Linked DNA regions of Hordeum vulgare: regions 1 and 3 are each linked to region 2. A link is a contact called in public Hi-C data. All regions are on one chromosome and are shown on one strand. The core of a region is the stretch at or near the end of the contact, and the rest is flanking DNA. Distances in the headings are between cores, read along the strand shown.

Region 1 (3,950 bases), core at 292-2,791, 300 kb after region 2:
TGACTAATACCGTACAAAACTTGTTGGAATAAGCCAAAACTACGAGTTTTGACGAGTTCCCCGTAACCGGATCCCAGGGTTCCCGAAACGTTCGGATCGCAGCAGGACCCCAAATGAGTGAGTAATAGCATACAAAAATGGCCAGAATAGGCCAAAACTGCATATTTTGACGAGTTCCCCGTAACCGGACCCCGCGGTTCGCGAAACGTTCGGATCACACCAGGACCCAGAATCTAGGTGTATTTTAGTTCTAGATACATTCATTTGTATTCATTTGTGCAACAAGTATTTTTGAATGGAGGGAGTATGTCTCTAAAGAACTATGGACTAGAGAATGAGTGACACAACCTTTCAAAGCAAAAATATTAAAATTAAGAAGCGTAAAGCATATATAAAATCTTTGTAAAGCATGTAACACATGAGTTTTAATGTTCCTTTCTATTGTTAGGTTCCCTAACACACCCACATAAGGCACACATTTTTTCCATGAACCTTACCGCATTTACATTTGTAAAAATAGTTGTCTTGGCATATATACCGTTTACGAGATAATATCTATTGCTATATTGAAATCCTTTCTAAAGGACAATTTGACAACAACCAAAATGTTGTGCTACTTGATAAAAAAGATACCTAGTTAGTTGTTCATATTATTAGTTGGGAAAGTTTGCGAGAACATATACCTAGAGTGCACAACATGCAAAAGGGATATCATTGAAATCACATTATTTGGACACCAAACACTTCAAGCATCCGTGTCACCTCTAGAGCCAAGCATTGTAACTGTCTACACTTGTTAGGTTTTATTATGACATAATATATGGTTTCAATGAGCTCCTACCGATGCAATAATAGGTTCAGGTTTTAGCCAATATTGATTAACTGCTGGTGCCAAACTACAAATGTATCTTATTTTTTGTGTTATCATTACATGCGATAATCATTCTATTAAAATTGTATAAACATCCCGCAAAACCAGGCAAACTTTAACAAACCTTGCTAATTTTAGGTCTCCTTTGGTCTGAAGGAATCTTGTAGAAATTTCATATGATAGGATTTCCGTAGGAAAAATTCCTTTAGAGCCCTTTGGCTTATATGAATAGAATCGTATTCTTATAGAGGAATTCTTCCTACCACATTTCACAGGGAAAATAAACATTAGCTTAGACTAAATGAAAAAAAAATCTCGTGATGTGAACTAAAGGGCATTTTCTTTCCTAATCCTCTCCATAGAATTTGAGATACATACATCTCGTTTTTTATGACTTTCCTATTTCTATTATTGTTTTATACCCTATGAACCAAAGAGGGGCCTATCAACAACAAACCTTGATTCTAACAATGCATCATCATCATCATTAAATAAAGCTAAGCTGACTAACAAGTGGGCCATAACTAACACGAGTCCTAGTCACCTTGCGGCTTGCGAGTCCTTCACCTCGAAGTTCTTATATTGTTATTTTTTACCTGGCTATTGTGTACGGTGTACCGGAAAACACAAAAGAGGGAAACAACACGTCTCCCTAGCGTCCCCACCGGGCAGCGACTCAAACCACGGCGCGGGTAGGGTCGGCACGGGTAAGCAAGCCCGTCGTCCCCTCCCGTCGGGATCTAGCCCCGCCCCACCCCGACCCCCACCCCCGTCCACGAACCAACGGAGGCGGCATCTCCACCGCCGGCGGCGAGCAATCCGGCTAGGGTTTCCGCGGCCCCGTCGAGCGACCCACCCGATGGGACCGGGCGCGCCGTCCCCGGAGGACGCCGCGGGCGGGGAGCCGGAGGCGTGGTACGGGAGCATCCAGTACCTCGTCAACATCTCGGCGGTGGGCGCCGCCTCCTGCGTGCTCCTCTTCCTCCTCGTCAAGCTCCGCTTCGACCACCGCCGCATCCCGGGGCCCTCCGCGCTCGCCGCCAAGCTGCTCGCCGTCTACCACGCCACGGCGCCGCAGATCGCGCTCCACTGCGGCGCCGACGCCGCCCAGTTCCTCCTCTTCGAGCGCGCCTCCTTCCTCGTCCTCGCCGCCGTCTCCGCCGCCGCCTTCTCCGCCGCGCTCCCGCTCAACCTGCTCGCCGGGGACGCCGCCATCGCCGACCAGTTCGCCGCCACCACCATCTCCCACATCCCCAGGGCCTCCCCGCTGCTCTGGCTCCACCTCCTCCTCACCGCCGCCGTCGTCGCCATCGCGCACCTCGGCATCTCCCGGATGGAGGACGCCCTCCGCATCACCCGCTTCCGCGACGGCAACGGCAACCCCAGCGACCCCAACTCCAGCTCCGTCGCCGTCTTCACCATCATGATCCAGGGCATCCCCAGGACGCTCGCCGCCGACAAGACCCCGCTCAAGGACTACTTCGAGCACAAGTACCCCGGCAAGGTCTACCGCGTCATTGTGCCCTTCGACCTCTGCACGCTGGAGTACCTCGCCGACCAGTGGGGGAAGGTTCGGAACAAGATCTCCTGGCTGGAGGCAAGGATGGACGCCCGCAGCCTGTTTGACGAGTTTGTGCAGGATGAATCAGGGCACTTGGAAGCGCATTGGCTTGTCAGGAGATGCAAAGAGCTGTGGGCAATGGCCGCGCAGAGGTTCGGGTTTACTGATGATGAGAGGCTAAGGAAGCTGCAGACAAGTAAACTCGTGATTGGGAGCAGGCTTTCGGATTACAAGGAAGGCCGTGCGCCTGGTGCTGGCATAGCTTTCGTTGTGTTCAAGGATGTGTACACGGCAAACAAGGCTGTTAGGGATTTCCGGATGGAAAGGAAGAAGACACCCATTGGCAGGTTCTTCCCAGTGATGGAGCTCCAGCTTGAGAGGAGCCGATGGAAAGTGGAGAGGGCGCCACCGGCATCAGATATCTACTGGAATCATCTTGGGATGAACAAGACCTCACTAGCCTTGCGCCGGATTGCTGTCAACACCTGCCTCATCGTAATGCTCCTGTTCTTTAGTTCACCCTTGTCAATACTCAGTGGAATGCAAAACGCAGCACGGATCATCAATGTGGAGGCTATGGATAATGCCAAATCATGGATTGTTTGGCTTCAAGGCTCAAGCTGGTTCTGGACAATAATCTTTCAGTTTCTACCCAATGTCCTCATCTTCGTGAGCATGTATATTATCATCCCATCAGTACTGTCGTACTTTTCCAAGTTTGAGTTCCATCTGACAGTGTCGGGAGAGCAGAGAGCTGCATTGCTTAAGATGGTTTGCTTCTTCCTTGTTAATCTCATCTTGTTGCGTGCGCTGGTGGAATCGTCGCTTGAAAGTTGGATTCTTAGCATGGGACGGTGCTACTTAGATAGTGCTGATTGCAAGCAGATTGAACATTACCTGAGCCCATCATTCTTATCGAGATCATCACTTTCTTCCCTGGCGTTCTTAATCACATGCACCTTTCTGGGAATATCTTTTGATCTGTTGGCTCCAATCCCTTGGATAAAGCATATACTGAAGAAATTCAGAAAGAATGACATGGTCCAGTTGGTCCCTGAAGAAAATGAGGAGTACAGATCTATGAACAATGACGAAGAAACAAATGGTCTGATATCGCCTCTAATGTCTGAGAGAGAAGACAGTGACATTCTGAATGGTTTCGAGGGGCATGATCTTTCCATGTACCCAATAAACCGGAGCTTCCACATGCCAAAGCAGAAATTCGACTTTGCACAATACTACGCGTTTGACATCACAATATTCGCGCTCACGATGATCTACTCATTGTTCGCTCCGCTTGTGGTTCCTGTCGGTGCAGTATACTTTGGCTACCGTTATCTTGTGGACAAGTACAATTTCCTGTTCGTGTACAGAGTCAGAGGATTTCCTGCAGGCAATGATGGGAAGCTGATGGATAGGGTGCTGTGCATCATGCAATTCTGTGTTATCTTCTTTCTTGCTGCTATGTTGCTCTTCTTCGCAGTCCAGGGCGATTCCATGAAGCTGCAGGCTATATGT
Region 2 (3,561 bases), core at 735-3,234:
AATCTATAAACACTCTTATATTAGTTTACAGAGGGAGTACTAAATAGTAACTAATGCACCCAGCTGAGCAGAACTAGCCTTCCCAACATTGTTAATAGTGCAACCGATAACAGCATTGGTGATATAAGTTATATTCCAGCTTCAAAACCAGTTTGTGGCAGTGTTTCTATGTTTTTTATGCAAAAGGCAGAGACAGAGTGTTAAACAGAAACTAAGAATATGTTTGAACCGTACTAAATGTAGAGCATCAGAGCAGATATTATGAAAAATAGCGATAACAAAGTGATGGAACAACTTACCTAAGTTCATGTTTTTCTTGGACAGAAAATACAATGAAGCACCGAATCCTGTTGCTAGGATAAATCCAGGCACATCAGGGCTAGTGTACGCTGATGGTAAAGATGTAGAGGTTCCACTAGCATAAGTGAAAACCATCAGTGCACCATAAATGGATGACTGGATGCCCAGGCTGCTCGAAGCTGGGGCCTCCAATGTCAGGGGCACATTCTTCATGGCTGACTGCATCCATTGTGGGGCTGTTCCTGCAGTCTTGACAGGTTTCACATCGGCGTAGCGGACGCTGTTATCGACAACCTTGCCAGCCCTCCGCCGTGATAAGCTCTGCATTAGCAGCATATCATAGGCAACCTCAACCTGAAATGAAACAGGAAACAGAGTCAAATCATGGTATCAGGGACGCGTTGGATACCGAGTGCCAGCAAATCTGTTAAAACATCAATGATTGATGCTGCCAGCAACTTAGGATCGTGTTGTTTCTTTTAGGAGTCCCGGTTCTGTCTTGAAACGGACAGTTGAAAGATTGGGCATGGGCGCAAGCAAGAGTAGTTATCAAGAAGACTACTTGCACAAGCAAACAAGAACAAATTACAGCTAGTTCACTTGGACAAGAAAGGTTATTACAAAGGACAAAAATTCACACGAAGTTGCGTAGAAAAATCGGGCAGGGGTAACTTGTCAAAATGAAGAAATTGAAGAAACGGAAATTTACACTCCTCCCCTTCTTACGGGCCAAGCCAAGTCACCGGTCCAAAGTTGACAGCACATGATATGGTATGAGTATATGATCGCCTCCACCATGGCTCATCCATGGATATACAAATGGTGCTACCACTACAAGCTAACGCACTGAATGCCAAAAGTAGAGTATTTTAACAGCCTCGATTCGTCACATGGGAACAACTGTGCACGAAATTGCCCAAATTGATCATGATCAGGTCTTCGCTTTTCTTCGCCATGTACAGAAGTAGATTGTAACCTGATGTTTTCGCTTCAGGATATTGAAACGTAACAACATACATCGGCGTTCTTGCATTACAAATTTGATCGAGGCGGCTTCCCCTCCTAAATCAGCAGCTTGTGGGGACAATCAAAGCATCCTTTCAACGAAGGGATTCGCTTGAGCAAGAAGCGAGCGCGGAAAGGCTGGGCGGCGGCATGGATGGAGTGGAGGGGAAGTTTTGGGGAGGGAGGGAGGGAGGGACCTGGGCGACGGCGTCCGGGTCGTCCTTGCAGGAGGCGACGACGGCCTTCTTGGCGCGCAGGATCTCGTCGAAGGAGGCGCCTTCGGCGACCCCGAGCAGCTTGAGCGCGCCCTCGACCGTCATCTCGAAGGGCGCCGGCGAGGAGTCGTCCGCGCGCGAGGCGGCCAGGCGCCGCGTCGGGGCCCGGCGGCGCGAGGGGGGGCTGCCGCGGGGCACGGCGCAGCACCGCGCCGCGGTGGAGGAGGCGGGGCGCCTGCGGAGGAGGGAGCCGCCGGCGCCGGCGGCGGCGCCGCTGAGGGAGAGGGCCGTGGCCATTTGTCTCTGGCTGCTGGCGCTCGCCTGGTGTAGCGCTGTGCGCGTCGGCTTCTGCTGTCCGCGGATGGATGCCACCGTTGATTTTTTTTTTTTCCTTTTTCTAGTGGGTGGTGAGTGATTTGGCCGTCCGGCCGCCAATTTCTACGGCTTCGGGTCGGGGGTTCTCGGACACGATATGCGGCTTCCTTTTGGACGCAGATAATGAGCTTCAAAAGCCGGCTTTATATCTGGATAAAGATTGATTTTGTAGGTATTATCTTGATAATTACTCCTAGTTTGCCTAGCCTTTTTCTCATGTTCTTTTTGTTTGAAGTGGAAAATAAAAACAAAAAAGATAAATGAAAGATGGTTCATTAGTCTTTGTTGATGATAGAAACGAGATATTTATATCCGAACGAAAGTACACACTTTTTTGAAAGTCAAGTAAATTTAGAGGTACTTGAAAACCAAGTTGTTACATCTCTACTCTTAAAAGTACAACCCGTACGTTGTTTGTTCGTTGTTAGCCTCCTTCTCGGTCCCATCTATTTTTTCACGTCGCCCTCACCTTCACCGATTTATCTCTACCACGTTTTTTTTACTCGGGAGCCTCTCTCCCTCACGGTCTCACCTCTCTTCCTGAACCAGGGAGTCAATACTCCCACAATGGGGTACCCCTAGATGGCCGTCGCAGCCGCTGATGTTGCCTCCATCGACCTCGACCTTCAGCCACCCCAGCTGTTGCCTTCGTCAAGCCTATTCCCCAACTCTTCCTTCTCCTCCTTCGTGCCATCCTAAATTGGATTGGCGTGGATCCTCTCCCTTTGCGACCCGGTGCCCATCCGGCCATCCTCGCTGTTGCGGTGATGGTCGTCGTCTAGCGCCCCGCTCACACACTCACCGTTCGTGCTGCCCATAGATGGAGGATGCCACGGAAGGCATCCACGCACCAGCACAAGGGTGACATGCCGATGAGCATCGGATGTGGGCGGAAGCCGTAGAACTCCTCGTTAAGGAAGATGGAGGGTGAGCCTTCACGTGAGGGAAGAGATGAGGGGCTCCGGTAGTCCTGACAAGGAAGCTTCTCTTAGCAGTTTCTCTGTGCCAAGTTCTCGCCGAGTACACAGTGTGACGAGTGTTTCTCCCTCCCCCTACATGTTTCTAGCGATTGAGATCGAGCGATTAATGATTGCGTTCTGTAGAAGTTCTGCCCTCATGGTTGTGCGAGGCCCAAGCATCCCCAGGCGAGGCCGTATTCGTGACCATGATGAAACTGTGAAATATCAAGCGGTACTTTTCCAGTCACATATGAAATATCACAGAAAAGATAAATTGATTTTTCTTGTCTCATCATATCATTGTTCTGACTGTGTGACGACTCAAATCCTGATTTCTCCCTCTCCTTTTAAGTTTAAGTAGAACCAGCAAGTTGTTGTGTTGAATATAAATCTCTGGAGCACTTGTTACATAAAGGTTTAGTTATATCACCAATAAAATAACTGAGTAATGGTGTTTACAAAAACAAGAGAGATGATCACTTGTTTAAATAAAATAAAAACATACAACTTAGTAACAAAATTTGTTTTTCTAGAGAAGCTAGAACATGGATTCATAAAAGATATACAATTTTGACGAATTCATGGGGAACGCGGTGCGGAAGCTGCTCCATCCCGAGGGACACACGGTGGTGGTTGGGCTAAACATAGCAGACACAGTGTAGTAGGAGCCGGGAGAGTTGTTGTTGACCTGGTCTTGAGGCGGGAAG
Region 3 (3,453 bases), core at 257-2,756, 380 kb after region 2:
GGCCCGGCTATCTCCACGCTCCCGCCTTCTCCTCGACCCCAACTCTATCCTCCTACCCATCGTCACCCAACTGGTGGCTAAAACCCTCGACGTCTCCTCAGAGGTTTCGGCAGCAGCACGAGAGCCACGGCGATGGGGACCATGACAATGGCGAGCAGCTCCCTCGTCCTCCGCCCGCGTGCGTCGCCGTTGAGTCCTCGTCGTGCGCCGACGCGCCGGGCGGCATTGCCCGCCCCGCAGGCCACGGCCGCTGAGACGCCGCGGGAGGGGCTGTCCGTGGTGGTCGGCGAGGGCGAGACGAGGACGCCGACGACGCGGCTCTACTCGCTGGCGCCGTACCCGCTGCTGCTGGCGGCGCTGCTGCCCGGGGCGGAGCCCATCACCGCGGCGTTCGAGCCCTTCGTGGAGCTGGTCAGGACATTCAGCCTCCCCGACTGGCTCGTGCACTGGGGCCACCCCGGCAACATGGTAATTATAAATCCTCACCACAGAAATCTAGTATTATAATTCATACTAGATCCTTCATCACCACCCGCTCTGCTTTTTTTGCTTGTTCCAGGCCGTGGTGCTGTTCGCAATGGGTGGGTACGGGACGTACCTGGGGTTCAGGATCAAGCTCTCCGACGACCCCGTAAGCATACATGAGTGACATGCTTAACAATCAAATCACCAGCACTTGTAATATGAGCCTGACACACCTGCGCCAACAAAATGCAGGAGGAGAAGGCCAAGGCCAAGGACCTCCACCCCAAGCTCCTGGGCGGCATGTTCTTCTTCTTCGCCCTCGGCGCCACCGGCGGGGTCACCGCCCTCCTCACCTCCGGCAAACCCATCTTCGAAAGGTACATACATGCGTGGCGTGCACACACCCCTCACAATTCAGAACCACAGCTTGGCTTCACCTGTTGGAATGGCTTTGATCTGCAGCCCTCACGCGGTCACCGGGGTCATCGGCCTTGCGCTCCTGACCGTGCAGTCGCTCCTGCCAACATTGTTCGAGGTAACTGCCAGTTTGAAACTCCTGCATGGCAATGGCTCACGCCGATAGATAGATAACCTGTGATGTGATGCTGCTTTTGTCAGGGGAACCCTGGGCTGAGAGGCGCGCACGGCCTGCTCGGCAGCAGCATCATGACGCTCTTCCTCTTCCACGCCGCGTTTGGGCTGCAGCTCGGCCTCAGCTTTTAATTAGCTCGTGCGTGTCTGCCCGCTGTTAATTCAGTTTGGGTTCTGTTTCTGTCATTCTCTGTGCTTGCTTGCTTAGAAGAAGTAAAAAATCATCTCTCCCACAGCTCCTCCTGGTCTTTGTTAGCTAGTAGCACTGTCACGAAAACTACTGTATATCCCAACTTACATACGTGCAGGTATGCATCACAACATAATTTCTTTCCGGAGCCATGGATTACAGTGTGTATGATCTTTCTTATTAAAACCATGAGGGGGTTTGCGTAAACAGAAACAAAAGTAACAGAGATATAAGCTGCTGTTACTTTTGTTTCTGTATAATAAATCTACGCATCCACTCCTGCAGCAGTTCGCCATTTTTTTGCCCTGGCCGCTAGGCTGGACAGGGTCTCGGCCAGCTCTGGGAGTGGAACCACGCCTGTGCCGCCGTAGCAGAGCCTGCGCTTTTTAACCTTGGACGGCGTCTTTTCCACCGTCGACAGTGCTTCCTGTTGCTTGCCAGGATCGTTTAGTTTAAAGTTTGAGCCAGAAATGGATGAGAAGATGGTAGTATACATTGATCAGATGGGATGCAGACTGGATGAAAGCATCTCCTTGGCTAACTGGTGCCCTTGAGATTTGATTATGCCTGTCGATGGTGTTGAACTGTTGATGGTTTTTATCCTACTGGGATTGATCTGGTACTCTTCTATACCTGGTAGTTAGCTATATTTGCCATTATGTCTGAATGTGGATGGTTCATCCCTAACATGGTTAAAACAATTCTAGACAGTAAGTTTATTACAAACTATAGCATCTTCAAGATTTTAACTAGGTATATTTTGGCCTCTCCCAGCATATTATTTACTCTTTTGACATATCAGCATAATTTCTAAGCTTCCACTTAAACAATTATGTTTATGCACTACTTTTATCCTTCAAGATTCAAGTTCAACAAAGTAGTAGATGTAACTATGTATGCGTGTAACTGAGATACAATTTGAATTGTAGCTAAGGACTCGGGACTAGTGAGTCATATGTGTCAATGTATGCTGCGCTTTCATTTTGCCAAACATCAGAAGCAGAGTAAAACACGTCATGCTTAGTGCAGTGTTTTGGCATCTGATCTCACCTATGCCCTCTAAAAAAGTCTGTTCGCAAACTTAAAAAGTTTCACAAAAATTGAACACATGTACATATTTGGGTATTAAGTTCAATTATAAAATAAATTCCGTGCAAAAAAGCTATTATGTTAGCCTTCATCATTTTATAATTTTTGCACTGCACAAAAATTTGCAAATGCAAATAGTACTCGAACATGTACATGTGTGTTTTCCTTCTTTATTTTTAAAAATATCAATTTGTTTTCGATGTAATTCTCGTGTACAAGGATGTCACATCACACCTAGATGATCAGGAAAACAATTTCACTTTTGTTCTTTCTGGTTGGAGACAATTCGGTGATTCCAAGGGGAGAAGCTTAATTACCAGAGCAACATTACACACCATGATTCCCTTCCATTCATTCCAGTAAGAGCTTTGCCATTGCCATCACCATTGCTGCTGCTCCCGCCCACGATGACAGCAACCGGTTTCCCGTGCAGGATCACCTGGCACTCCCATACATCGCACAAATCCTCATGGAGGAGGAGGAGGATGACGACGTTGACCAAGATAACCCGGCGCTCCTCAAAGCCCAGCGTCCCTTTGCCCAAATCCTCTCCTCCAGCACGCATGCATCCAAAGGGAGCGCCTTGGCCAGCGACGTGCACTCTCCCAGCCCGGCCACCTTCAAGTTCAAGGGCGTTGATGAGGTCCGCAGCTTGCTGTTGCTCGCCAATGGAGAGGACAACACTCACATCTTCAGCACTGCTTTCCTCAAGGGCATGGAAGAGGCCAAGAAGTTCTTGCCCACGAACTGTGAGCTGACGACCACCGGTGCGCAGGACCAGCCGAAAGAGAAAAGTGGCAGCGGCCGCGAGGACCGGAGCGACGAGGTGGAGGCTGATGCCAGTAGGACGAACGGATCCGTCGGAGCTCGTGCCTGCGAGGTGTTCGACTTCGATCAAATGTGCAGTTCCATGGACAACGAGACCGGGAGCAGTAGCAAGAAGGGGAGGAAGAGCAAGGCGCGGGTGATTGACCTGCACACGCTGCTGATCCACTGTGCCAGGGCGACGACGGATGATCGCCGGAGGGCAGGTGAGCTGCTCATGGAGATCCAGCTGCACGCCTCACCCGCCGGCGACGGCACACAGCGGCTTGCCTACTGGTTCGCTGAGGGGCTGG

Evidence for each region. A called contact is a pair of places that touch in the nucleus more often than the background predicts.
Region 1: a Hi-C map of leaf shows a contact between it and region 2, with 6 times the contacts expected there. The contact joins the promoter of LOC123449732 here to the promoter of LOC123449734 in region 2. A contact is called at or near these places in 2 of 6 Hi-C or Micro-C datasets (leaf and seedling) and 1 of 1 datasets of contacts at active chromatin or transcription factors (embryo).
Region 3: a Hi-C map of seedling shows a contact between it and region 2, with 3 times the contacts expected there. The contact joins the promoter of LOC123449728 here to the promoter of LOC123449734 in region 2. A contact is called at or near these places in 3 of 6 Hi-C or Micro-C datasets (leaf and seedling) and 1 of 1 datasets of contacts at active chromatin or transcription factors (embryo).

What each region holds. Positions count from the first base shown.
Region 1 is chr4H:583,137,740-583,141,689 of MorexV3_pseudomolecules_assembly, reverse strand. It overlaps LOC123449732 (CSC1-like protein At4g35870), which reads left to right and starts at 1,541. Exons shown (of 3, transcript XR_006632043.1): 1 at 1,541-3,950.
Region 2 is chr4H:583,438,392-583,441,952 of MorexV3_pseudomolecules_assembly, reverse strand. LOC123449734 (protein CHAPERONE-LIKE PROTEIN OF POR1, chloroplastic) reads right to left here and starts at 1,984. Exons shown (of 3, transcript XM_045127055.1): 1 at 1,503-1,984; 2 at 300-654. The coding sequence starts at 1,817.
Region 3 is chr4H:583,055,297-583,058,749 of MorexV3_pseudomolecules_assembly, reverse strand. It overlaps LOC123449728 (scarecrow-like protein 9), which reads left to right and starts at 1,506. Exons shown (of 3, transcript XM_045127050.1): 1 at 1,506-2,694; 2 at 2,769-3,453. The coding sequence starts at 2,805. LOC123449731 reads left to right here. Exons shown (of 5, transcript XM_045127052.1): 1 at 1-468; 2 at 560-631; 3 at 718-842; 4 at 928-1,000; 5 at 1,084-1,398. The coding sequence starts at 133. The coding sequence ends at 1,188.